4 separate regions of the Mus musculus genome follow, and regions 1, 2 and 3 are each linked to region 4. A link is a contact called in public Hi-C and HiChIP or PLAC-seq data. All regions are on one chromosome and are shown on one strand. The core of a region is the stretch at or near the end of the contact, and the rest is flanking DNA. Distances in the headings are between cores, read along the strand shown.

Region 1 (3,415 bases), core at 595-3,094, 1.5 Mb before region 4:
GCTGAGCCCCTGGCCATGTCCCTTTCCTTACCAGGATCAGATGTTTCATCCTGAAAAGACCCATCTCATCACCTTCTCAACCCACCTTTCTATGCTCTTTTTATTTTAACATTTTAAAAATAATATTTATTTTACTTATCTTGTATACGTTTGTGTGCAAGCGTGGAAGTCAGCCGAATGTGTCACCTGACTGGTTCCCTCTTGAATTCCGTTGGATGCCTTCCCTCTGAGGAATCCTGCCCCGAGCTGCTCACTTCCTTTCCTGTGGAGCCTGCTCTGGGACTTTAGGACTAGCCAGCCATCTCTGTTTCCTCTGGTGTTAGTGGGTGCTCTGCATCCCCTCTGTTGATCTTTTAGGTACTGGGCACTGAGCTCTGAGCACATACATAGCAAAACATGAAACAGAATCTCTGTCCTTGTAGAGCACTGGTTTGAGAAACCAAAAGGAACACATACCAAAACATGGCTTTGGAGGTGATGGGAAAGTCGAGGCTTGGAAGTGCACATGACAGTGCAGAATGAGAAATGGGGTTAGTGGTCAAGCCCCGGTGGCAGGCCACTTTTGATTTGAGCCCTTACTTCACAACTTAGACGACTTGCTTCTCTTTCCAGAAGCTTCAGTTTTCTCATCGGTGCAATGGGGCCAAAGTGGGGGTAGGGGAGCCACGATCTCAGGACTTAGAGAGAGGCTGTTACTGGCTAAGAAGCCCTGTTTCTCGGTGTCTTAACATTGACAGTTGTCACCACTGTTCTGTCCTGTAGGATGTGACCTTGTTTGGATCTCTTCTTCTTTCCTGGGATTTTATCCTTGGATTCATTGAAGGCGGATCAAGCCCCTTCTTCCTTCCTTCCGGCTTTTGCATTTGTAGTTCCCCTTAGTGGGACCACTCTTTCTCCACCTGGCACTTTCACATTCTTTTGTGTTCATGCCACCCAGGAAGGAGAGGCTTCCCCCTCAATCTCAGACTAGAGTAGAATGCATCCGAAACATCTTCATGTCTAATTGTTTTCATATCTCTTATCATCATCATCTGTTATATTGATTTTTTTCTTATTCGCATTAATACAGGTTCCCAGAGGAATCTTTGCTCCGTGGAGCATCCCCGGCCCCAGGACCCGTAACTGCCACTTTATCATAAATGGTGTCTGGAATGAATGGATGAGTGAGGGCGAACACGAATGCCCCGGCCTCTGCATCCTTGCTCTGCTGCAGCGGCGGGCTACCTGGCTATTCACACATTGTCCACCACCCCTCGATCCCCGCGTGGGGAGCTCGCACGGGAACCAAGTCGTACTAGCGAGCCGCTTCCTGCCAGCATGGGCGGCGGCCGCTCGAGGATCTTGCGGCTAGAGTGCTCGCGCGTGAACCCCGCCCCGCCCCGCCCCGCCCCCACATCCAGGCCCCGCCCCACAGATGCGCTCCCCGGACTGTAGGCCCTGCCCATTCCCGCCCCCTTGCCTCAGGCCACGCCCTTCTCTCCTCCCCGTCAGGCCTCAGGCTCAGGCTCCCGCAAAATGCTTGTTATGCTCCCGGCCCCGCCCTTATCCCCCTCCCCATCAGACTTCAAGCCCGGTCCCCGCCGGTGTTCTCAGGCTCGCGGAGGCACCCTTAACATCAGGCCCCGCCCTCGTCCGGCCCCCAGTTTAGGCCCCGCCCTTACTCGGTCCCCATCAGGCCTGCCTCAGGTCTGGTACCTCCATCTGCTCCTCAGACTGCGGCCCTTGCCCTCGCCCCGCCCTCAGCATCAGACCCCGCCCCTCACCCCGCCCTCCTAACAGGCCCCGCCCCGCCCGCCTCGCCCCCGCCGCTGAGCTCCTCTGGTCGTCGGCCCCCTCCCGCCTCATGTGGCCCGGCCCGCGGCGGCCGGCGGCTGAAAGCGGCGAGGCGGCGGCGCGCGAAGCCCGGAAGGCGGCGGCCGAGGCCCAGGCGGCGGACCGGAGCGGCGGGAGCGGGGCCCGGGTTGGCCCTCGAGCGGCCGCCGGCTCAGCATGCGCGCCCGCCGGGGGCTGCTGCGGCTGCCGCGCCGCTCGCTGCTCGCCGCGCTCTTCTTCTTCTCGCTGTCGTCCTCGCTGCTCTACTTCGTCTATGTGGCGCCCGGCATAGGTAGGAAGGCGACCCTGCGGCCACCCCACGCCTCTTCCCGCTGCGGCCCGCGCCGCCGCCCCGGCCGACCCCGCGCTCCGTGACTCGCCGTTTCCTGCCGCGCCACCCCGCAGCCCGCCCGCACACGCGGCCTCCTCCCTGACGCAGCCGCCCGCGCCCTCCGCGGCCGCGCGTTGGCTGCCCAGACCCGGCGGGGCTGCGGGCTGCGCGCCCCTTTCCCCTCCCCCCCCTCCTCCCTGGAGCCCGCCGCTCGCCCGCCGCTCATAGCGGACCCGACCTGCTCTGGGGACCGATGGGAAGTTTGAATTGGCCATGGAGGAGGTGCTGTGACAGGGGCCTTGAAGAAGCGGTGCCAGGTGGAAGGGAGGGGGGGGTCGCCCAGAGAAGAAACGGAATGGGTAGCAGTTCTCCAAGGTCCGCCCTTTAGAGGGGGAGACCGCCTGGAGAGAAAACGAGCCCTTCCCGGAACAGACTGGACGCTGATGAGAAGGCAAAGGCAGCGAGAGGGTTAAAGGCAGAGGACACTGAGGTCAGATGTCCTGTATGACCTTGGGCCCTCAGCTTCTCTTCTCTGTAAAATGGGGACACGAATCCCAGCCTTTAAAGGACAGAGGGCCATAAATGCCCTTTAAGCTTTTCTCCCTATAGCGGACGCCCAACGTCTTCGAAATAAATACATACATAATAAATAAATATTCGCTGTTACAGGTAGTTTGGGGGACAGAAGGAAAGAGTTTTAAGGAATGCGACTTGCCTCCCTTAGTGTGGTCTTGGAGTGCTAGTGAAAACTTCAGCCCTTGGTGAAAAATGAGAAGATGCTGTTGGGGGTGGGGCCGAGGGCGAGAATTCTGGATGGTTGGGATGGGTGCCGCTTAGGGGAAGTGCCTTTGAGATCGGAGTAGTAAATGCTGGTGTTCCCTGTTGACCTGGCAACTCTGAACTGGCAGAGAAATTTCCAGAGAAAGAGGGAGAGAGGGAGAGAGTCTCTCCCCTGATTATTTTTTTTTTTAAAGCTTGTTTCACTTGATGTTTAAAGTTGGTGTTTCATGCTGTCAGCCTGACCTGGGAAGATGGAAAAGCTAACTTGAGACTGTCCTCACTGATTTGGTGAGTGGCATTCCACCAGGGATGTATAATTATTGTGGCTTGTTAGGCTTGCTAAGTAGAAGGGCAGGAATTCTGGCTGAACAAGAATAGATAACTAATTAGTGAAATTAATTGAGAAGAGAGCTCATTAGCGAATAGGATATTAGATTCTCACAAAATGAGAGTGAAGTGATAGGTTTAAACCTGCAGGCATCTTCCAGCCAG
Region 2 (3,372 bases), core at 740-3,239, 1.5 Mb before region 4:
GCATAGGCGAACAAAAATGTAAAGCCTGGGGTTACGGAACAGTTGGCTAGGCAACAGGATCATAAGTTCAAAGCTGGCAGGGGCTAGCGAGCTCAAGGCCAGCCCAGGTCTCACTAACTTAGTGAGAGACCCTGTCTCAACTATAAAGTAAAAGGGGTGGGCACAGCGGCACATGCCTTAATCAATGCCAACAAGTTTTCGGCCTATCAAGGAAGCATTCCAGGCCAACCAGAACTGCACAGTGAAACCCTGTCTTATGTAAATGAGTAGAGCACCTGCCCGGCATGCAGCAGACTCTAGATCACCTGCAATCCCTTTCTCCCCACCCAAAACAACAGAAAACAAAGGCAGGCAGGTGTGGGTGTGGTGGTACATGTCTTTAACCCCAGTACTCAAAAAACAGAGGCAGATCTCTTTGAGCTGGAGGCCAGCAGAGCAAGTTCCAGGATAGTCAGATCTACACAGAGAAACCTTGTCTGGGGTTGGGGGGAGGAGGATGCTCTCTGCCCCTTGAACTTAACGAGGGTAGCAGGGTATGTTAATCCATGCCTGTAATCTCTGCACTTGGGAGACAGATGCAGGAAAGCTAAGAGTTCAAGACCAAGGTCACCCTGGCCTACATACTGATACTCAGTGAGGACCAGTTTTATGGGCTACATGAACCTGTCTCAAAAAGAAAAACACAAACAGACTTCTAGGGTGGAACTGGAGTCTCCCTACACCCCAGTTTCAGTATTATTTACTTTCCTAGTCTACAATCTCCTTGAATTTTGGGTGCAGTGTGTGTGTTTGACTAAACTAGGGATTGACCTCAGGAATGGTGGGCAAGATTCCAGCCTTTAACTGACCAAGTCAGCTGAATCTGCCCCGTTTTTCTCCCTAGAATGCCCTAACCTACCCTACCAAACCCTTCTGGAATCTCAAATGGCTCAAGTTTCCTGCTCTGGAACATCCCACTCTATGCAAGGCTTCCGCCTGTGCTCTTAAGGTTAGGTCTGTAAACTAATGTAGTAGTGATGGAATTGTGACCACTGAGCACTGCCTCATTCCAGGACCCCATAAACTGATCAAGCTTCAAGCCCACATCTCAAAGCATTTGGCTCTGTATTACCTCTTTTATCTTGTCCTGCTGAGACTATGTGAATGTCTGGGACAGTACAGCTACACAACAAGATCTAATGACTTTCGCTCCTCAGTGGCCGAAGAGCTACCTGAAATGCTCTTAGTTAAAGTTCGGTATCAATTAAGGGGTTCCTTGTTAATTTTCTGGGGCTCATTTCAAAGAGAGAATTTGTAACACACAACAGTGTCCTGCCAAGCATGAAGATGGACTCGGGCCTTTTTAACACGTCATCTTCCCCATCTCTCCTCTAAGATTTCAAGCTGCGGGTCACGAGACGTCTTTCTCCCACCTAGGGTGGGCTCCTCTTCCCTCATGCTACCCAATTTCCATCCAAGCATCTGGCAAGGTCCAAAAACACCCAGTCCACACAAAAGTCTCCCACTAAAGCCTCGTGGCGGCTCCCTGCGGGCGGCTCCTGACGCCCAGGGCCGAGAAAAACGGTCAACTAGCAGTCAATGAATCAAAGAAACCTGCTGGGGGCAGACAAGAACAATGAAGGTTGCTGATGGTTACGGGGGATGCCAGGGGCTGCTCGTGGCAACGGGAGAACTTCCTGGATCAGGAGGAGGAGAGCCAGGGAACCCTGAGATAACCGGAAACCGGGAGCAGGAAGGACGTTCGCGGCTTCCGCCAGGCCTGCGCGTGGTCAGCAATGTCGGACCTCCGGGAGGCCTCAGGGCCCATGTTCTCATCCCGCCCCCCGCCAACCCTGGCTAGGTGGGCCCGCGCCACTCCACCCGGGCGCTCCAGGCCCGCTGTCGCCCGCCGGCCCGGCCCTGCCGCCTCCGCTACCCGAAGCCGCGCACTCACTCCTCCTCCGCCATCTTCTCCCCTATCCTGCGAGCTTCCGAGACTACAGAGTTCGGCGCCGCAGGGCTAGCGGGGCCGGCGGCTGCTTCCGGTTTCCGCTGCGGGCAGGGGCGGGGCTTGGCCTCCCAGGGCGACCCTCTGCGCTGTCCTCTCTGTGGCCTGGGAGTGGGACGACCTCTGGGGCTTTCTGTGGGCTTTTTCCGGCCAGGCTGTGTGACGATCTGGCCTTGGGACATCCGGACTTTTTTTTTTTTTTTTTTTTCCGGTCCCCGGGCGGGAAAGATTTGGAGGAAACTTTTGAGATCTGGGTGACTCAGCTGTGAGCCAAGCCGTCCGCCCCGCGTGAGAATCCCAGGGCTCAGAATGGGGGAAAGTGGTTTCTCTGGGCGTCCGGGCCGGCTGTGCGGAGCGGAGGGAGTCCGCAGGCGCGTTCCGAGGCGGCCTCAGTTTCCCCTGCTGTGGGGAGAGTAGACAGAGGGTCTTTGAAACGCTAGACAGTGTACTTACTCCGATTATAAAAGTTGAGAGCTAGCAAGGCAGAGGTTGGACATTCCCCATTGGTTTATTGGTTGGTGTGGTAGATGTGAAAATGAGATCCAGGACAACTTGAGGGGTTTCATTCTCGCCTTCCTCCGTGTTGGTCCTCGGCATTGAACTCTGGTAATACGGGTTGGCGGCACCGCCTTTACTCATTGAACTATCCCAACAAATTTTTCTTAACCTTTGTGTGTGCGGGGGTGGGTGGGGTACATTAGGAGGTCCCAGGTTATCAGATGTCTTCCTTACTCACGCTCCACCTTAGTTATGAGACAGTGAACCTGAAACTAGGGACGCGACATAGTGGCTAGCCAACAACTCCCAGGGATCCTCCTTCTCAGTCTCCCTGTCCCTATGGTTACAGATGCCAACAGCTATCCCTGGCTTCTGTGTGGATGTTGGGAATACCAACTGAGGTCCTCGTGCTTGCGTAGCAAGCGCATTGCCCACTGGGCTTTCAACACCGAAGATAACTTGAACTGTCTAGTCTGTATTGCTTAAAACTGGCCTGGTACTGCTGAGGTCTTTATGGGACCTTCTGGGTGTTCTCCTTCAGGGCCCCTTCCACCCTAGGTAGTTCCCCCCCCCCCCCCCACTTAATAACGCTTAACAGATATGTCACTTTCCCAAAGAACGATCCTTCTGTCTCATCCTCTTGAGCAGTTGGGACTGGAGGGTGAGAGACACCCCTCCCCACCCCCATTCAGGCATCTGTCTACTTCTGTACAGGGGTGGAACCTAGGGCAACACATATGGCAGGCAGGTGGTCTTCCATTCAGCTAACATGCCCAAGTTCTCTGTAGAGACCTACTGTATGCTGAGATGTACCTTGTGGGGTTCAGACTATACAAAGGAACTAGGAAAGCCAGGTATAAGGCAAGATAAAATTAAACGAACAAGGG
Region 3 (3,269 bases), core at 235-2,734, 1.2 Mb before region 4:
ATATATTTTATGCACGAGTACACCACCATTGTTCTCTTCAGAGACACCATAAGAGGGCACCAGACCCCATTATAGATGGTTGTGAGCCACCATGTGGTTGCTAGAAATTTAACTCAGGACCCCTCGAAAGAGCCATCAGTGCTCTTAACTGCTAAGCCATTTCTCGGGCCTACTTGATTTAGGGCATATTCACATTTTTATCTGAGTGGGTCAGGGTGGATATCAGAATACAGTAATGGAGGATAGCCATTGTCACATCTTGAAAAGCACTAGCCTGCAAATACTTTAGCAGACATGTTTCATTGCCTTTCTAAATACCACGCATATACAAAAGAAATCTCAACCCGGCTCAGACACTGCACCCACAAACTGCTGAATGCTCCCATATCAACAGCCAAGAAAATGTGTTACAGACTAATCTCAATGGGACCATTTTCTTAATCAGTCCTTTTCTCAGGCAGTTCTACCAGGACACTTTAAATAACAACAGGGCTCTGCATCTCCTGTGTCAGTATGTACAGATACACAATTAAAAGACTTTAGTATACTTTGATAATAAGGCTCAATCCTCGGGGCTTTTAAAACAACGAACCTCAGCAGTAACTCTTGCATCAAATTCCCTATCACTGCCCACTTAAAGGCTCTTCAAAGCACGTGATTGCCACTTTAGGCCACTAGACGAATGCATACCTTAAGACTTTCAGATGGTAGGTGAGTTCTCATCTCCCTCGATGCCCTTCTCTCCCTCCAACCTCCATGCTGTCCTGCTTGGTCAGGTCAACCTACAAAACAAAAGCGTCCATCACCACCTATATCCTCGACCAGGAACAAAGAAGACCAGGGTCCTCGAAGGCTGGTGTTTATCAGGACAAACTGGCAAATGTTTTAAAACATCAGCACTGTCGATATGACGGGGAAAAAAGTGAGTTCATCATTTACACCAGCAAAAAGCTTCCCAGGCCAAAGCAGAAGGCGTCTTTTCCACTTGAATCACGTCTTCGAAGGTCAACCTGGGGATCGCGCTCCATAAGCAACACTTGGAGACTAGGAGCGGTTACAGCGACTAAACTTGATAAGAGGTTAACAAAAAAAAAACTTGTGCTGTGTGGACTCAACTCACCATCTGCAAGTTAACCCCGGAGGGACGAGACATATCGGGAACAAAGCAAACGCTCTAGGAGCCGCCGGAACGAAAGGACGAGAGCGGCGGCGAACCTTCCTTATATAGACCTTGGCGGCGCGTGCGCCTGCGCACTGTGCCCATGGCGCGTCGCTTCCGGGCGCGACCGCTTGGCGTCCTGGGAAATGTAGTCCCCGAGCCGCCCGGCCCCAGCTAGCTAATGGTTGTCCAGCCAGTGTCTAGCCCCTCCCCGTGCTCACTGGGCCTCCGGGGCTTCTCGGCTTCCGCGCCATGTCGCGCTTGGCACGCACGAGCCGCCCGCCGCGTCCCCCTGGCTCCGGGGCCAGCCGAGACCTGCGGCCGCCCGGGGCGCAGTCAACCCGCCCCCCGCCGCGCCCTCCCCTCCGCCGCGCCCGCGGGGAGCCGCCAGTCCAGCCGCCGCCGCTACCGCGGGCGCTGAGGCGACGCCGCCCTTCCGCCCGCCCCGAGGGCGGGGGCGCAGGCGAGCCCGGCCTCTCGCTGGAGCCCGCGGCACCGCCTCCTCGTCCTGCGCGGCCTCCTCTTCCTCCGGGCCGCCCACTAGGCTACTCGCCCCGCCCAGGGGCTGCAGGGACTGGAAACCGAAAGTTCGCGGTGCCGGGCGGGGCCGCGACCTGCCAGGGCCGGGGCTGAGCTCTAGCCCTGCGGAGGACGCGCCCGAGCCGGTGAGTGGCCTCCGCCCTATCACGCACCTGCTTCTGCGGCGCTGCGACCGCCGGCGTCCCGCTCTGCCTCCGGCCGGGTGTCAGGTTAGCCTTGGAGTCCCTATCTGCCCCACTCAGCGCCCCCACCACCCCCGGAGTCCCTGTCCCCTTCCCTCAGTTCTCCTATAGTCCCCAGAGTCCATGTCCCCTTCCCTTAGTTTTCCTATAGCCTCCAGAGTCCCTGTCCCTTTCCCTCAGTTTCCCTATACCCCCGGAGTCCCTGTCCCCTTCCCTCAATTATCCTGTAGCCTCCGGAGTCCCTGTCCTCTTCCCTCAATTATCCTGTAGCCTCCGGAGTCCCTGTTCTCTTTCTCTCAGCCCCCCCTATAGTCCCCGAAGTCCCTGTCTGCTTCTTCAGTTTCCCTATAGCCCCCAGAGTCCCTGCCCCTTTCTCTTAGTTTCCCTATAGCCCCCAGAGTCCCTCAGTTCCCCTATCATCTCCGGAGTATTTGGAATCTCCCATCACCCCTAGGATCTTTTTCCACTCCTTACCACCCCCAGAGTCCTGTCCTCCCACCTCCACCGTCACCCTCCATCGTTCCCTGAGTTAAGTCTACCTGGTTATCAGCAGCCCCATTTCCCAGTCCCTGTTTCCTCTCCTCAGCAGCCCCATCACCCCTAAATCCCTGTTCCCTTCCATTAGCCTCACCATCACTCCCCAGAGTCCCTGTCTCCTCTCCTTAGCAGCCCCCATCACCTCCAGAGTCGGTGTCTCCTCCCTCAGTACCCAGCGTATCCTGAGCCGCGGGCACTGCCATTACCTGCTTCGACTCTCTTCAGTTCATCTGTCACCACCCTGATCACACCCCACCTCTAGTGCCCCTTCATCTCAGCACCCAGTCATCCCCTGTGCGTAGTTGTCCTGCCTCTGCTCCCGGTCCCTGGAGCCCCACTCTCTCCATTTCTCACCTATTGCTATACCCACTTGTTCCACAACCACCCTGGGCTCCCCATCCCTAGGCCCTGCCCTACCTCTGAGTCCCCCCCAGATCTCTCCTGCTTTCTGTAACCTTACAGTGTTTCTCTGAGGGATGTATGGTGTGGCGACTTCTCTCGGGACTTGAAATTTACCTAGCTACAACCCAGCTGCCACCTCTTGCTCCATCCTCTTTCATCTTACCCTGTAATTAGAAGTCTCTAAATGTTATCCCTGCAACAGCTTAACCATTGCTGATCTGGTGCCCTCCCTGCCTTGCTTGCCCTCCCTGCCTTACTTGCCCTCCCCGCCTGCTCCTGCCACTCTTCCCTCGCCTTCTCTAGCACTTATTTGCTTCTGTTTTCTTTTACACTGCTGCTGCATTCTATTTTAGTATTTTTTTTTCAAAATGAGGAAGAAGGGATTTTCCTCAGAAAATTTTTCTTAAAACAAACACTAACCATTGAGCCTGCATCATAAGAACAGGGTT
Region 4 (3,064 bases), core at 260-2,759:
CTGCTCTTTGCCCTAGAAAACAGTTCAAGTGATCAGAGCCTGGGAGAGAGGGAGGGAGGGAGGGAAAAGGGAGAGGGAGAGCACGGGAGTACGTGTGTGTGTGTGTGTGTGTGTGTGTGTGTGTGTGTGTGTGTGTGTGCGCGCGCGCGCGCGCGCGCTCCCGCTTACACAACAAGCTTTAATCCATGCGCTCCCCTGCTGTGTATGTATTCTCTTTTCCAATTGGGAAGTTAGGTGTCCCCAAGACCTATCAGCAACTCCGTGTGTTGTCGCCTCCCCTCACCCCCCAAGCCATACTTCATATGGCTGATAGTAGAGTCCGAAGCCACATGAAGGGGAGGGTGCCCGGATCAGGCCTCAGGTTCCCTGTTTGGTCCCAGTAAGGTTTCCCTCCCCAGTAAGAGCCGACCCTTCCCTTTGGGTGAAGCCAGGCCTGTTGTCCTGAGTGCCTTTGTCAGGCCTAGTGGCTCTGGAGTTGTCCCCTGCTGCTATCGACCTCAGCTGGTTCAAACAAAATCCTGTCTCCTTTCCAAAGCCAGGGTTTTGTCCTGCAGTACTGTGTGTTTAGATTCCTGGCTGGGTCTGGAGCCTGAGAGCAGATTCCCCAGCCAGGGAGAGTGCACACTGGCCTGCTGGGCATCTGTTGTCCTTGGGGGGCAGGGAGAGCAAGCCATCAGCTCAGCCCTTCAATTCCTTTGAGGAAACGCCTGGGGAGGCAGGAATGAGTCCTAGTTTCAGTAGCTGAGGGGGACTTTATTGCTTTCTGGGTCCACCTCCTGGTGTCTGGCTGCATCAACTGCCGGCCCCTGAAGAAAGGTGTTTATTTAGCGTCTTTTTTTTTTTTTTAAGAATCTTGTTAATTAAGGATGTTGTTGTTTTTAAAAAAATAGCTAAGAATAGGAGAGAGCCTTGGACAGTTTTTGATTCTCCTCTGTGCCTTTTCTACAAATGACAGTTTTTAGGAAAGAATCAGGCACTGGTCTCCCACCCAGCACCATCGGGGAGAATTCTAAGCAGGTCTGAGGAACTAGTTAATATTTTACTGGGGAGCAGAGCCAGAGATGGGGGGAGTAGGGGGACTGCCAATGTGAGGCTGTGTGTGTGAAATTGCCCTTCCATCTGCCTTAGGGGACGAAAAGAAGCAGTTCTCTGTGGAAATAAATTGAAGCAAGAAGCCTTACGAAGCCCAGGGGATTTGTCTGCCCACCAAACAGGGCCCAGTTTCCCCCCAGAACACACATACAGGGGCGATTGTGGCAGAAAGGGCCAACCTGTGGGTGTGTAGGCCTGACTATAATGGACGGGCTTGTTTCCTGGCCCGGTTTGACATCTTTCTCTGTCCCTCTGGATTTAAATGGCTTCTCTGACTGAGAGGCACTGCCTGTATGCCCTGGATTCACAAGGTCCACGCCTCCTTGGGAAGCAGAAGCGAGACAGCAGCTAGCTAGCTCCCTCTCTCTCTCTCTCTGCATCTGCCCGGAGAGCTGCAGCTGGTATTTTTCCACAGGCCCTTTTCTACAATCTCAGGGCCTAGTTTTTCCCAGCGAGGCCCAGAGTCCCAGAGAGGGTTAACAGGCAGGAAGCTGAAGGCATCACAGACTAAGACGGAAGTCAGATTTTTGTTTAACTGACAGGTTTAGCAGGCCTCATCGGTGGGGGGAGGGAGCAGAGGGAGGGAAGACTTAAATGGAGGCATGTGGCCTGCTAGCAACGCATTTGGCTTTTCTTAGGGTAAGCCTGGAGAGGGTATCTCCCTTGCCATCCTGACAGAGCCCTTTTTGGTTTGTCTTTGAGGATCGGCTGAGGGGTGGCGGTGAGAGGTTAGAGGTCTCCCAGTTTTGCAAATGGCTCTGTGGGCCTGCCTTTTTTCCAAGAGCCACTTTGACCATGACTAGGCAAACTTGATCGCTCCACCTCACAGCAAGCTGCACCTCTCAGCTCCCTGGAACCTGGGTGCCCCTTGCTGATTTGTTGGGGCTCCCTCGGGCTGCCTGTCTCACTCCCCGCGCGCGCCCCCCCCCCCCGCCCCCCTCAGAGGCCTGCGTCTGGCCTTGTCCCTATTGCTTCTGCCTCCCTGGGGCTCTCTCCACCCCTAAGCTCGACTTTGTCCTTTGAGACCCACTCAAGCTGGCTTGTTCTATAAAACGGCCTGCTCGCCTTCTTAGAGAAGGACTTGTGTGTGGGGGCAGGCGTGGATGGGTCAGCCAGCCCACCCCAAAAGGGCCCTTCCCAGTGGCGCGCTGGCTTCAGGCTTTGCTGGAGCAGGTCAGGCTGGCTGCACGGGTTTGCCTGGCCTGGGGGATCGAGCCAGGGGGTGGGAGAAGTGCTTGTGGAGGCCCCTGTCCCAAGTTTTCCCTCCTGCAGAAGGCCTAGCTTAGCCTGTCTTTTTCTATGCACAGGATGGCTCTTGCTCACCCGAGCCTCACAAAGATAATCGCTCAGGAAGTGTTTCAGCCAATCGGCGGCGGCTTTACACTCCGATTGGCCGGGGCAGCCAATCGGGGATGAGCTTTTATTAGGCGGCCAGATCATCAGCCGAAGTGCCAAACCCTTTTTCTGTGAGAACTAGGAGCCTGTCCTCCATGTTTTATAAGTATTGACATTACACAGTTAACAATGCATCCACAGAGGTAAGCTCGGCTTTTTAACCATCTTTTCCCCCCTCCCTCCGAGTCATCGAGTCGTGGACTAGCAGTGTGATTTCTCTGTAGCCTGGCTCTGCCACACTTCCCCCCCCAGAGCACTTAGGGTAACTTGGGACTGTTTAGAGAGATTTTTTTTTTCCTTTTTGGGTCACATGGCTAAGTAGCCATTAGCCATAGCTTGATTTTACAGACTGGTGAGGGCTTGGAATACCTTTATTTTGACCAGGACAAAGAATTTCTGGACTAGTTTGAAGCTAGATCCTGGTATGCCAAAAGAGAAGCTATTATCCCCCCTTCTTTTATTTTATTTTTCCCTCCCTTCCTCTCCCCCCTCTCCCTCTCTCTCTGAACAGTCCTCCCCCTGCACTGTCGGCCGCTGTGTGTCACATGCCTGCTGGGGGAAGAAAATGGAAGGTAAG

Evidence for each region. A called contact is a pair of places that touch in the nucleus more often than the background predicts. HiChIP or PLAC-seq counts read pairs in DNA pulled down with a chosen protein or histone mark.
Region 1: a contact with region 4 is called in an H3K27ac HiChIP or PLAC-seq map of microglia, with 6 times the contacts expected there. The contact joins the promoter of B4galt5 here to the promoter of 1810021M19Rik in region 4. A contact is called at or near these places in 1 of 39 promoter capture datasets (pre-B cells), 1 of 484 Hi-C or Micro-C datasets (B cells) and 2 of 115 datasets of contacts at active chromatin or transcription factors (cardiomyocytes and microglia).
Region 2: a Hi-C map of B cells shows a contact between it and region 4, with 7 read pairs. The contact joins the promoter of Slc9a8 here to the promoter of 1810021M19Rik in region 4. A contact is called at or near these places in 2 of 39 promoter capture datasets (erythroid cells and pre-B cells), 1 of 484 Hi-C or Micro-C datasets (B cells) and 1 of 115 datasets of contacts at active chromatin or transcription factors (bone marrow-derived dendritic cells).
Region 3: a contact with region 4 is called in an H3K27ac HiChIP or PLAC-seq map of thymic regulatory T cells, with 7 times the contacts expected there. The contact joins the promoter of Zfas1 here to the promoter of 1810021M19Rik in region 4. A contact is called at or near these places in 1 of 39 promoter capture datasets (pre-B cells), 2 of 115 datasets of contacts at active chromatin or transcription factors (bone marrow-derived dendritic cells and thymic regulatory T cells) and 1 of 9 other capture datasets (macrophages).

What each region holds. Positions count from the first base shown.
Region 1 is chr2:167,347,607-167,351,021 of GRCm38.p6, reverse strand. It overlaps B4galt5 (UDP-Gal:betaGlcNAc beta 1,4-galactosyltransferase, polypeptide 5), which reads left to right and starts at 1,844. Exons shown (of 9, transcript NM_019835.2): 1 at 1,844-2,104. The coding sequence starts at 1,990.
Region 2 is chr2:167,420,327-167,423,698 of GRCm38.p6, reverse strand. It overlaps Slc9a8 (solute carrier family 9 (sodium/hydrogen exchanger), member 8), which reads right to left and starts at 1,989. Exons shown (of 17, transcript NM_148929.3): 1 at 1,934-1,989. The coding sequence starts at 1,947.
Region 3 is chr2:167,061,149-167,064,417 of GRCm38.p6, reverse strand. It overlaps Zfas1 (zinc finger, NFX1-type containing 1, antisense RNA 1), which reads right to left and starts at 1,484. Exons shown (of 5, transcript NR_138563.1): 1 at 1,121-1,484; 2 at 691-782. Znfx1 (zinc finger, NFX1-type containing 1) reads left to right here and starts at 1,403. Exons shown (of 14, transcript NM_001033196.2): 1 at 1,403-1,908. It overlaps LOC115486178 (a small nucleolar RNA gene), which reads right to left and starts at 945; the gene lies at 853-945.
Region 4 is chr2:165,884,174-165,887,237 of GRCm38.p6, reverse strand. 1810021M19Rik (a long non-coding RNA gene) reads right to left here and starts at 1,509. Exons shown (of 3, transcript XR_866948.2): 1 at 1-1,509. It overlaps Zmynd8 (zinc finger, MYND-type containing 8), which reads left to right and starts at 2,400. Exons shown (of 23, transcript NM_001363020.1): 1 at 2,400-2,630. The coding sequence starts at 2,617.